Linked DNA regions of Mus musculus: region 2 is linked to region 1. The links are chromatin contacts, called in public HiChIP or PLAC-seq maps. All regions are on one chromosome and are shown on one strand. Each heading gives the region's core, a stretch centred on a gene start, on an enhancer-like site or on the middle of the called end of the contact. The rest is flanking DNA. Distances are from core to core; before and after follow the strand shown.

Region 1 (6,554 bases), core at 1,607-4,106:
ATGTTCTTAGTTGCTGGTGAAAAGATGCCACAGATGTCATCTGAGACAGTTGAGTTGGATGACTTAGGGTTTTTCTTTTGAGAGTGCTTCCTTGTCTTTTATTTACTTGAAGTTTGCACATCATTAGACTCTGCACTGGGGCCATGGCATGGCTGAGTGTTAGGGGTGAGCTGGAAGGTTCCCACTAAGGATTGGCATCTCATCCCTATTTATTGTCTGTTTATTGTCTTAATCTTGTCACACACAGCCTTGTAACTGTCTCCTGTCATGGTATCAACCAAGTAAGAAAGCCGTATGAAGCACTTTCACGTCTCACTAGTCTCTTCTACCTACTATGGAACTGAGAGATTGGAGTGCAAATAGCCAGAGCCCTATGATAAGTAAGCATCCAGTCTTGGCCCTCCATCCAGATGCTGTCACACCCAGCTAAGTGTCACATCAAAGCTGTTCTCTTCTCTATTTTGTGTAGGTAGCAAAGGGAACACTATTTAGGAAAGGACATGTTTTTATAAAAATTCACATGCCAACTTGCCCAGATTATATGTTTAAAAGTCAAATCAAAGTTTTCCTCTGCAAACTCTCATTTGACAACAGTCGTTCCTTGAAAACTTTTAGAATTTCTGTGGGCTAGGTGCTCTTGTATCTGCTAGGAGCAACTGGAGATCAGTCATGAGGTAAGACAATATCCATGCCTCTGCCCTCAAAGAGTCTTCAGTAAGTGAAAGGAAACAACTGCCTTAGTGATATCAGTATTGCACCATGACTTCTTTTATAAAGGAAACTGGGTACCACTGAGCAGGTATGGATGACTCGTGCATCATAACCAACGAAGGTGGTATTTATGAAGCACTTGCTGTAGGCCCTTACTGTGAAGTTGGTTTTTAAGTAGCATCTTACTAGATTTTTCACTCAAACCTATGCAATTACACATGAGAAAATGAGACACTTAGAGTTAGTTCCTATTGTCCAACTCACAAAGACAGGCAGGGAACAAATTGGACCAGGAATGAGGTTCAAGTTTGCATACCTAGAATTTCACCTCAGTCCACTAGAACCTTCCCAAAAGAAAGACTGAAATATTTCTTGTTAATAAAGTGCACAGGCTTGTTCATTAAGGCAGAAAGGAATATGCTAGTGACGAGCCTGAAATGAATTTTATTACACTCACTAAGCAATTCATAAAGCTAAAATAAGTTCCATAAACTTCAAATGTGTCCAGGGCCCAGGACTACCATGAATGGTCCACTTGACTGAAGACTTGAATCTAGAAATGTGGCTACCTTATGATGCAGGGTTTTGATCTTCCTAAAATCAATCACAAATGGAAATCACCGAAGGTATCATTATGACCATGGAGGAGCAAGAAGATGTGTTTATACTTTCGAAGTACCTAAGTGTCAACTCTGTTAAAATGTCCCTTTCCAAGCTGACTTAGCACCAAGCTTGTAAGGGCACACAGGTGACACATTCCTCATTTCCTTCAAGTCCTTCTTGAGTTTCATTTTGCACAATCATTTTATTTTTCAACTTCCATCTGGGCCCATTGGGGGTGGGGCCTTATTCCCATTAGCTTTAGTGTTCTCATAACAAACACAAGCATTTATTCTTCCATCTTGTGCCCTAAATATTTTTTCTGTGCACTAGTTAGAAACCTAAAATATTAGTAGCATTTAAGAATAAAGGTGGCAAACACGTTTGAGTAATAAATAGTAAAAATGTGTTTTGTTTTGTAGTTTCCAAGAGACAATTACATTGCTTTTGAAAATGAATGTAACAAGATTTGTAAACCGTGCCATTTCTATTTTGGCCTTCAACTGAAACTCCCTCTGTGGTCGTCAGTGTACACAAAGTCCTATCGAAAACAGCCCCAAGCAATATACAGAGAACATTTATTCCATTTCCAATGACAGATATTGGTAAAAACAGAGCTAGTAAAAAACAAAAATAACATAAGCTACAATGTACTTTTAACAAAATGTACTCAAGTGGGTCTTTTACCATTTTGTCCTCTATCTTTAAAACATGTATCCTCAATTTGAAATTTCTTTCATTGGTGACGCTCTCACCTACGTAGTAATGGCACTTAATGTTCATAAACACTTAAGATCTTTGTCATCCTATAAGTTGCTAGGACTAATGACAAACCAGTCTCCCAATTATGACAAATATTTGATGCTCTCTGCAAGTATTTTGTATCTAAAGATGTTTTTAAATTAATAAATACTATTCACTTTATTTTCTTTTATCAAATATATGCTGAGTATCTTTTACATCTTCCCAAGCAATTGTATCATTGTGTTTTTCTCCAAAATTTTTATTTTTATATATTTTAAAAATAAGTATATATAATCTCTGAGCATTTCAAAAGATGGTTCAAATTGATTTTTTTTCTACTAGCAGAAGTGGTCAATAAAACATATAGATTTTTCAAAACAACTTCTATAAAGCATAGTTTTGTGAACCTATAATGTGAATTTTTAAAATAATACCTTAAGGTACCAGCTTTCTCTTTCTCAACCAGGGGGCAAAAGACTTCTCAGAAAAACAGCTTTTTCTTTTCTGTCAAGAGAAGGTAAACACAGGGGAAATATTCCAAGGGAAATAAAAAACTGAGGAAGTTTACTAAAAGACCATAATATAAAGATTAAACTTGTTAGAACAAGAGAGGGATTTTTTTTAATGGTAAAATAATTGGGGGGAAATAATCGCCCTTGAGACATCCTTGTCATGCTCTCAGGCTTCAGACAACATGCTCAGGTGTTTCTAGATTTTCGTTCAATCGTAACATGATTGACGCCAGAATAGAGAAGAAACTGAAACCCAAAACAGGATGTGAGAACTGGAGGGAAAGACCACGGAGGAGAAGCGAAAAGGTGGTAGGCAGACCAGAGTGAGGCATGGCAGTGACACTGGGGATGGAGAGCGACTGAAAATGATAAAGACGAGGGAACAGAGGGATCTGAGAAGCAGCTGGAAAACAGATTGGCTTGTAGGTGTCCTTTAGTGTCCTTTGGTCGTTCAACAAAGTCATTTTCTGTCTTCTTTTATTGGACAGACTATACTCTCTCTAGCATAAGAGAATTTTCAACCCATATATAAATGCTTATTCCCACCTCTTATTCCAACTAAATCCTCAGACATCCATTTCTTATCCTCAAAGAGTTAGACATTGATTCGTAAATATACTTCATTTGGGGGAACAAGAAGGGGAAACAAGTAGAAGACTCGAAATTGAAAGTTGAGGTTTTGTCTCAATTTTAAAATCTGAGTTACTTTGGGTTTGTGGCACCCCTCTCTGATCTTTCATTGATTCATATTAAAGTGGAACAGTCTTTGCTCTGTGGTCCATTTCAGCTCTGATATGATGTAACCTGCTACACCGGGTGCAGGGTGTTTTTAATACATGAAAGCTACTGCTATTGATTAATTCATAATAAAATTCCAGGTTTCAAATCCATATCAGCATTGCATGAACTGCGAAGGTGCGAACTCAGGCCTGTGACGTGAAGATTATCCACCCTAGACAGATGGTTGGCATGTTTCCAAACAAGGACATACAGGCCTGCTGGGGTCACCTCAGTGACTACATCAACACGGCAGAGGACAGATCTGCACTGAAATAAGATATGAGCAGAACAGCATCGTCTCTCTCAGCCACAACAGAGCCATCTGTCTTAAATTAACCTAAAGCCTGTTAGCTGAAGCCTAGTTACGCATTGCAAGCTGCTTGGAGAAAACAATTTAAAAAGTCCTTCGGTGGTAGCATCCTGTCACTAAAGAAAGCTTTAATAAGCAGGGTATTCCAGGCAGGTAAAGCTTCCCTTCTTTTGAGCCACATTCACCAAAAGGAAAGATGTTCCAATCTCCCAGCACCCTGCTGAGAACTTTGATGAGGCAGCTGTCAGGGGAGACAGCACTGCTCTGTGATAACACCTATTGTCCACTGTTAGCTCTACAGTTGGGAGTAAGACAAAACTGCAAATGTGTATTGTGCAGCATACATAGCAGCTGGGAGATACACAGAAAATCTCCAAGGCGTAGATTTTAAATAAAACCCAAACAACCTAAATACTCTCTCTTTTCCTTTCATTCTCTGGGTTTTCCTCTTCATAGGAATGGGTGGGATTTTTCCAATCTGTGACTCTCCTGCTCCCAGATATTTCTGAGATGTCAGTGTTCTAAAAAGAAAAAAAAAAAAAAAGAAAAGAAAAGAAAATGTCTCCACACTGGAACTCAGTGGTTGAGTCTGAATGTTAATCCATACATCAACACTGTCCCTGGGATTTTAAAATATAGCTCAGAAAACAGAGAACATGGAAGAAGAGTCCCAGTTCCTCCTGTCACCTATTCCCCATCCTTTTCCCCTGGACCACTGCAATACCCCAAAGCATGCCCTGTACACAACTGTATCTTTAGAAGTTTCAACCCATAGCCAATTCTATAGTGAATAAGAAAGCAAAACGACGATTTTCAGGACAAATTTGTGATAGCTGGATAAGCTGCCCTACCTCCAAAATCAATCCAATAACTTAGCAGAATTTTCTCCTAGGATTTCACATTTCAGAGGCAGACAAAATTTTTTGTTGTTGTTGTTTGTTGTTTGCTTTTGTTTGTCTGCTTGCCTCAGTCCATCATTTGGTGAACTACAACAGGCTCGTTTTTCTCCCTCATACTCGCACGGACACTATATTTGGAGTATTAAATGTTTCTGGGAAAAGCTAAGAACTCCTTTTGCCCCCCCCCTCCCCCCCGTACTGGAGTAGTATTCTCATGAAGCTAGAGGAAATAGTAAGATCTCACACAACTTCCCAACAATATACACAGAACATATATCCCATTTGTATAAAGTCTAAACATGAGAAAAAGGAGGGGACCATGAAACCCAGAGTGGACCTCAAAACTAATCTGATATCTTATACAGCTATACTGTTTAATCTGGACTCTGTCATGCAGGGCAAAGGTCATTGAAGGTGAGTATGGATCTCTGAGTCTCTTTCCAGACTCGTGCCAGGCAACACAGGCAATGAGAAATGAGTGTCCATACTCCAATGCAGTGCTTCTCAGCGTTCCTATTGCTATGACCCTTTCATGCAGTTCCTCACATTGTGGTGACCCCCAACCTTAAAATTATTTTGTGGCTACTTCATAACTGTAATCTTGCTGTTGTTAGGAATGATAATGTAAGTACCTGTGTCTTCTGGTGGTCTTAGATGACTCCTGTGAAAGGGTTGTTGAACCAGATGAAGAACTGCTGCTCTAGTGAGAGGTGAGAAGTATGAGATAAACCACCTTAGGATGATCTCCCATGCCTGTGTGTGTTTCGTCTATGCTTGGAACTGATGTCCACCCAATTACCCAGCATGGAAGTGAATGGGAATGGTTCTATTCACTTGAAGCAAGACCACATTTTTGACATCATGTAATTCCTTACTGTGAAAACATTACATATGTTGCATATGCCTTTAGAAAAAACTCTAAGACCTATGTAATCGATCCAACCACTCAATGCTAAGGCTACTGAAGTATTATTATCAACCTTGTGAAGTGAACGCTATAGCTTCTATGAAGGCATTACTGACAGCCAGCATACCCTAAACCATTTGGAGGTCCTGGACCTTCTTTATGAAGATTTTCAGAAAAGATTATTCCGTGTCTTTATAATGATTTCTTACATTGTTTTTCTGAAGAAATATACATGTAATGATAAATAAATATAGTTAATTACACAGAGATTTCCAGTCCATAAACATATTTACTGACAATATGAAAGAAAATATAATGTGACTCTAGATTTCTTTTTCTAAAAAGTTTTTTTTTTTTTAATTTGATGTATATGTGTGAGCGCCTGCATTGAGGTCCATGCATTGTGTGTGCAGGTGCCCATGAAGGCCAGATATGGGTTTAAATCCCCTGGAACAAGAATTACAATCGGTTGTGTGCTACCTGATGAGGTAATGGAATCTGAGCCCTCAGCAAGAGCATCAAGTGCTATTAGCCACTGACCCATGTCTCCAAACCTGACTCAAAATCTCTTAACCTTGATTTCTATTGCTAAACTGTCCAGACCACCCACATCTACTGAAGTTATATTTCTTTAAGATTCTTGTTCTAGGCTGGACATTCACCCAGTAACTCTCATCATCATGTCCTATATGTCCCCCTACCTTATTTTACCACAATTAGTCACATAATTGATGTGGTCAGTAAGGCAAAAAGATGATGGTGTATTATATCCATGGAGGTGTCATTGACAACCTGGTGACTTCCTCTTCATGTCTTTCTCTTAGACTGTATACTCTGGGTAAAGGTTGCTACAATATTACGTTATTAGAGTAATAAGACTTCCTTATGATGAGTCTCCTGTGTGCAAGGAAGGAATTGAGGAACTTCATCAATGACCACGAGTATGGTTGTAAGCAAGGGCACAGGCCAGGTGAACCCTTGAGTGGCTACAATCTTAGCTAAAATCTCAGTAACTACTTTATTAATGACTTTGAACCATAATCACCTGGTAGAGGGGTCAAGTAAAGCCTGATTCATAAAACCCACGTGAC
Region 2 (6,554 bases), core at 2,943-5,442, 210 kb before region 1:
GAATTGTGTCACTGCCTTGCCCTGCCCCCAAACACACTCCGCCTATCTCCTCCCTCTCTCCTCTCTCTAGGTGTTTTATTGTAAGATCAGGTGAGCAGTAGTCCCTGGCCATGGACTCTTGACATGATACACTGTCTTCTAATAGAACCAAAAGGAACTGGACCAAATGCACAGAATAAAACCGAAGGTGAGAATCAAAGTAAACTTTTCTTCAGATATTTGACACAACTTTAGAAAACATACAAACAGAGAGAATAAAGGGTTGGGATAATATGAAAAGAGATTGGAGTATTATTGCATCGTTTTAAAATTGGAAGACACATAAAAGAGGTAATATTTTGGTCCCTGGAAAATCTATTTAACTTCTTTGGAGGATGTTTTCCTTGCTGATCGATAACATAAAGGATTAAACTCAGCGTATTTTAAAATCAAGATGCTCTGAGGCAGAAAGAATAAAATACTATCATGAGGTTTTATAATGTGTCAAGGGAAAACAGGGGCTAAGGATTAAATGGAAAAGGGTTTTAGAGTTCATGTGCAATGGAAGAACAGAAAAGAGCAGTTATTGAGTCATATAAATTGAGAATGCCAATGACCTGCTATTAAAAAAAAAAAAAAAGACATCTGGAATGACTTCAGGGTCATGGGGACCAGGAAAAGCAGAACTGGCTCCAAGCATTTGCTTCCTGGATTGCTGAGTAACAGTGTTTTTATGCTATGAAGTCGTTTTACTGATAAGTAAATAGGCTTCTTCAGTGACCAAAACTTACGACTGACACAGCCTTTCCTTTATATGAGTTTCACCAGTGTCTTATTTGCTATGATTAATTTAAGATATTGGTGACCTGTCCTTCCCTATTTAGTATAAATTTGGTATGTAAAGTAACTTCTTTGTTGTTTAAAATAGAATTCTCAAACAAGAGTATTAAGTGCTGAACAGTAGCCATGCATATCATTTTGACTCTCAAGTTGCATCTCAAAGATTACTATTAAATTCATGGAGTTTGCCCTGTCCCACTCTTTTCTTTTCACATTTTTCTTTTATTGAAATACATTCTTATATGATACATTCTGATATGGTTTCCCCTCCCATAACTCCAACTCCTCTTTTCCCATTCAGACCCATATTTTTCTGTTTCTCCTTAGGAAACCAACAGACATCTAATTAACAAAAAAAAAAAAAATAATAAAATAAGATCAAACAAAAACAAGCAAGTCAGAATATGAAAAAACAAAGATAAGGAAAAGAGCCAAAAGAGGAACAAGAAACACAAAGAGATGTAGGGTCACATAAATCTGTACACAAGGTAATTCCATAAAATCCTAAAACCAAATAACACAATATAACTGCAAAGAACCTGTAAGCTAGAGGGAGGGAGGGAGAAGAGAGAGGGAGAGAGAGAAAGAAGAAGAAGAAGCAGAAGCAGAAGCAGAAGCAGCAGCAGCAGCAGCAGCAGCAGAAGAAGAAGAAGAAGAAGAAGAAGAAGAAGAAGAAGAAGAAGAAGAAGAAGAAGAAGAAGAAGAGAGAGAGAGAGAGAGAGAGAGAGAGAGAGAGAGCTTCCATGACAACATTGGTTTCACTATATGCTGGCAATGCACTGCTCTCTACGGAGCCTGAACATCAGAGTGGTTTGCATCGCCATGACACTCCATTAGAGAAAACTAGTTTTTTGTTTGCAAGTATTTATCAATTATAGATAGGTTTTGGGTAGGGATGGGGCTTGTATCCACTTCTCTTCTTGGCACTGACACCCTCATGTAGTTTCTGTGAGTTCATCCATCCACCAATCTTGATGTTTTCAGAAAGCCTTAATTCCTTGGTGTCTTCCATCCCCTCTGGCTCTTATATTCTTTCTGCTGCTTTGTCTGCAGACTTATCTGAATGCAGTGGAGAGGGTTTTGAAGAACACATCACATTTAGGACTGATGGTTCCAAGGTCTCTCACTCTTTGCATATTATCTGAGTATTAATCTATGTTTTTGTTCTCATCTGCTTCAGGAGGAAAGTTCTCTGAGGATGGATGAGCCAGGCACTGATTTACAAGCATAGCAGGATGCCATAATGAGTCATTTTGTGGATACAGTCCTTTAGCAGATAAGTAGTATTGGATTTTCCCCTAACACCTGGGCTATCTCATCTCGGTTTCTTGCCTTGCCTGGATGGGTTTGGTCTCATGGAATAGGATTTAAATCCACTTAGATATTGATTGGTTATTCTCACAAGATTTGTGCCACTATTGCAAAAACACATCTTGCAGGCAATTTACCAACATAGATGGGAAGAGTTTGTAGCTGGTTTGGTGTTTACCTTTCTTCTTTGAAAACATGCAGACTACCTTTCGGTACCATAAACACTAGTCAGTTGGGGTACAGTTCTAAGTAGGCACCAGTGCCACTGTTCAGTGAGTTGTGTAAGTGTTATCTTCAGTAATGGGGCCTTACCATCAGTTCGTGGAGAGCAACCAAGATCCTTGGCAATAGTGTGGATTGTGTAGGGATTGCTATGGGACTCCTTTGGTCAAAAACTTGATTAGACATAATCCATTCTCAGCTACTGGAAATGTTTTTTTTTTTTTTAAGATGAGAGATTTCCTGTTGGGGCTCTGTCTCCCCCTCATTCTCTTTCATTTAGATTTCCTACATAGACGTAGACATAGAAATTATGCACACATATACACACACATACATACACATGAAGCTTCTACTCCACTAGGTTTCCACATTATCCCTCAAAAGGCCCTTAGTCTTAGCTGTCCCTCTCTCTAGTCCCTCCTACACTCCCTATTCCTTCCCCCTTCCCATTTGAGTCTCACATTCCCACTCTTGTTTACCCATAGCTACCAACCTATTCTATTTCTCTTTCCTAGAGCTTCTGATAAATTATTTAAGTTAAGACTCTTATTTGAGAAGGCAAACCCATGTTCTTCAATGTCTTCTTCTTTCCTTGAGTGACCTTCTACTTTTAACAAACTGCATGCAACTCTACTCAATATATATATATATATATATATATATATATATATATATATATATATTCATCTCATTTTTAGTTTTTTTCTAATTTTGTGAAAATGAGTGTTTTACCTGTATATATGTGTTTATAGTGTGTGAGCCTGTTGCCCACAGAGAGCATAAGATGGAAGTAGATACTATGGAACCAGAGTAATGGATGTCTGCATGCTGACATGTATGTTTTAGAATCCAAACTTGGTTTCTCCAGAAAAGAAATGAGGATTAATGACCCACCCAACTCTTGTACTACCCTTTAGGCAGAAGTGTTGATCTATGTAATTGCTATAGGTTTATTTTTCGTTGTAAGGTACTGTGTGTCTGCTCTTTACTGTGATTTCCTTCAGTGTTTTTAGAAAAAAATGGATGTATATCTGTAAAAGGTCTTCACAGTGGTAGAAGGCACGAACTGGACTATGAAGCAACTAATGTCAGAGGACACTGAGGATCTGACATGACCATAGTTAAACAGAATACCACCATTACTTGAATAACTGCAAATTTTTGTGTTACTTTACATAAATCTCACTCTTATGTCATTTCAAGTAGTTCCAAACATTACAAGAGTAACATTCAGTGAGAGCTTTGCAGTAGCCCTGAATCTCAAGAGTTTGAAGTTTGCAGACCAGCACCCTTCTCAAAAGCCCCAGGCATAGAGCTTTAGCCTCAGTGATAATTGTTGAAATTTGACTGCTTAAACCTTCCAGTGCCGGGCAGTGGTGGCGCACGCCTTTAATCCCAGCACTTGGGAGGCAGAGGCAGGCGGATTTCTGAGATCAAGGTCAGCCTGGTCTACAGAGTGAGTTCCAGAACAGCCAGGGTTATACAGAGAAACCCTGTCTCGAAAAACCAAAAAAAAAAAAAAAAAAAAAAGAACCTTCCAGATACTGTCAAGATAGATGTTTTTTTGTTTTGTTTTGTTTTGTTTTTATGAAGAAGGTAATCTAAAAAACAAATCTTATTTCATACAACTTTGGATTCTTTGAAAAACAGTCCGATTTACTCTTTCAATTGCCCATTCGTGTTGTATGGTGTCTTATTTTGGTTTAATACACATGGGATCACAGAGGGCTTTTTTTTTTTTTTGTCTTTGTGGAAATAAATGAAAAATTATGACTGTAAGAGTGAAAGAGCCTTTGGAGTTGGAAGGCAGTTAGAAAAGGGAACCAAGCAACCATCCAGCTGTGGTATGAAATGTAAACATTGCCAGTCACCTCCACCCTTGACAACACACATCTGGACCTGACTGACCTAAACCTGATCTTTTCCTCATGGCTGAGACTCACGATGCATATCAAGAGGTTATCAGGATCCTGTTTTATGGAGTCTCTTGTTGTGTTTATACATTCTTTCTTTTTAATTACTTAACTTCTAGTCACGTAGCCCACGTTCCTTCATAACATGTAAATTCCCACATTGGCCTTCATCAGAAATGGATTCAGTTCTCTGAACTTACACTTAAATGGCAATTCCTAAAATTCTCTGAAATAATATTCTTCCTATCTTCACAGTTTCTGAGTTCACTTGTTATTATTATTCTAAACCAAGGTTCTATAACTGTGGAAGAAAATTAAAAGGGTCGATCCCATTCTCATCAGTTCTGTGTCAGCTGGGGTCAGGAAAAAATCAAAAGATCATGTGACAACTCTTGCTTTCAAGGGACAATATGAAGATACGGTAAACTTTCAAGTGATGTCCATGGGAATCATGTTCCAACAGTCTCACTACTCATTTTCACCATAGTGTTGTCTTCTCTGTATCAACCTTGGTTTGTGTGACCAAAATAACAGGACAGGAGTAAAGGTGCATCAGCTGTGAGATTCAATGAAGTAAGTGCTCTGTGGCTTCATTGTCCTGACACACATCAGACACACACACACACACACACACACACACACACCACACCACACTACACCACACCACACCATACACCCTTTTCCAATTCACTAGTTCCATCTTGGAAGGCACCCTAGGAAGATGCTCAGAGGAACAATAACTAGGCAACACCTAATGAGGAATAGAGAACTTCGCTCCACAAAAGACCTTAAAAAAACAAACAAACAAACAAACAAACAAACAAACAAACCAAAAACCAAAACTCTGCAGACCACATAAATCTTCAAAGTCCTTCATTCATTTCAAGCTACTCTTTAGACTGCCATACCTTATTATTCTCTGGCTTAGAACAAGCAGCTGTCAAAGGTCTGGTAATAAAAGTATATTGTTTTGAGCTTGACGTTTGGTAGCAACATGTTACGTGTGAATATGTAGTGACTCCATTACTCCTCACACTAATATTTCTGTCACACATGAGGAAGTAGAATACAAGTGCTACCTCAGAGGGCAAAACAGCAGAGAGAAAGATTGCCAATAGAGATGTGCATAAAACATGCTTGGGCATAGAATTTCTCTCCCCAGGGAGATCTCTGATGATACTGTGTCATGTATATTATAGTAAGCATTACCGCCTCTGTAATTAAATGTCTTCTGAATCATAACTTATAGAAGGTAAACAAATAATTTGATAAATAAAATGAATGTAAAATCTCAAGCACAATTGAGGCTGCTCATAATCACAATGGTAGCAGGAAAAGGGCGAAAGAAGCTAAGAAAATAAGGTGAATCAATTAAAATAGCAAAATGGGAACGTTACTATTTTAATATGCTGATATTTAGTTATACAAAGTAAAAATATTTTATCTTATTATTCATTATTTTTTGAATGAAGTAGGTAACCTTACAACAATTATCAAATAATATTGTGCAATTGTTTTAGAAAATGATCTTATTGCTGTTTATTATTTAAGCTGTATTTTCATCCAAACAGATTGATATTTCATATTTGTAATGAAAAAGCTTAATATATAGTTAACATACATAGCTAAAATAAATACCACTTTCTTAATAAAAAAATAATAATACAACTCATTAATTTTTCTTTGAAATTTCAACACTTCTCTTTTGTGGAAAAAGAATATTATTCCATTCTTTGCAAGAATGTCTTTACCAATCCTCTGAGAACTTCATTCAGAAGACCTTGGTCATATTTACCTCCTCTCCCAAATCCTTCCAGACCTATTTCTATCTCTCTATCTTCATTCATTTGCTTTGCTTTGCTTTGCTTTGCTTTGCTTTGCTTTGCTTTGCTTTGCTTTGCTTTGCTTTGCTTTGCTTTGCTTTGCTTTGCTTTGCTTTGCTTTGCATGTACCCATTGACTACGATTTGTGCTATCTGGATGCTCCTGACTGTGGAACCATGCACTAGGATGCAGATGGCCCACCAAGGATGTGACTCTGAGGCTTCCAGACCCATCACTGATCAGTTTCAGTAATTAGCCTTCACCATTTCCACAGTCCTATTTTTCTGTTTAACATGCATGTGCTTCATGAAAAATTGGCTTCAGGCTGTATTTATTTCTAACCCCAGACCACAGAACACATTGGCATGGTTTAAAACATCTTCCTAATAATTAAAGTATTTGAAAAACCATAAAATCCATAACAATCATGCTATTTTGTTAAGACTGTATTTGTTTTTTTTTTTTA

The links. HiChIP or PLAC-seq counts read pairs in DNA pulled down with a chosen protein or histone mark.
Region 2: a contact with region 1 is called in an H3K27ac HiChIP or PLAC-seq map of large pre-B cells, with 2.2 times the contacts expected there. The contact joins two enhancer-like sites. A contact is called at or near these places in 5 of 484 Hi-C or Micro-C datasets (B cells, Th1 cells, cortical neurons and 2 more) and 2 of 115 datasets of contacts at active chromatin or transcription factors (CD8 T cells and large pre-B cells).

Annotation. Positions count from the first base shown.
Region 1 is chr15:10,072,290-10,078,843 of GRCm38.p6, forward strand. No RefSeq gene overlaps it. Among named protein-coding and RNA genes, the nearest start is that of Prlr, 100 kb to the right of the region's middle. Within about 2 kb of position 2,857, at least 55 of the 459 cell types and tissues checked have an H3K27ac peak or open chromatin away from gene starts, as enhancers often do.
Region 2 is chr15:9,857,784-9,864,337 of GRCm38.p6, forward strand. No RefSeq gene overlaps it. Among named protein-coding and RNA genes, the nearest start is that of Spef2, 110 kb to the left of the region's middle. Within about 2 kb of position 4,193, at least 10 of the 459 cell types and tissues checked have an H3K27ac peak or open chromatin away from gene starts, as enhancers often do.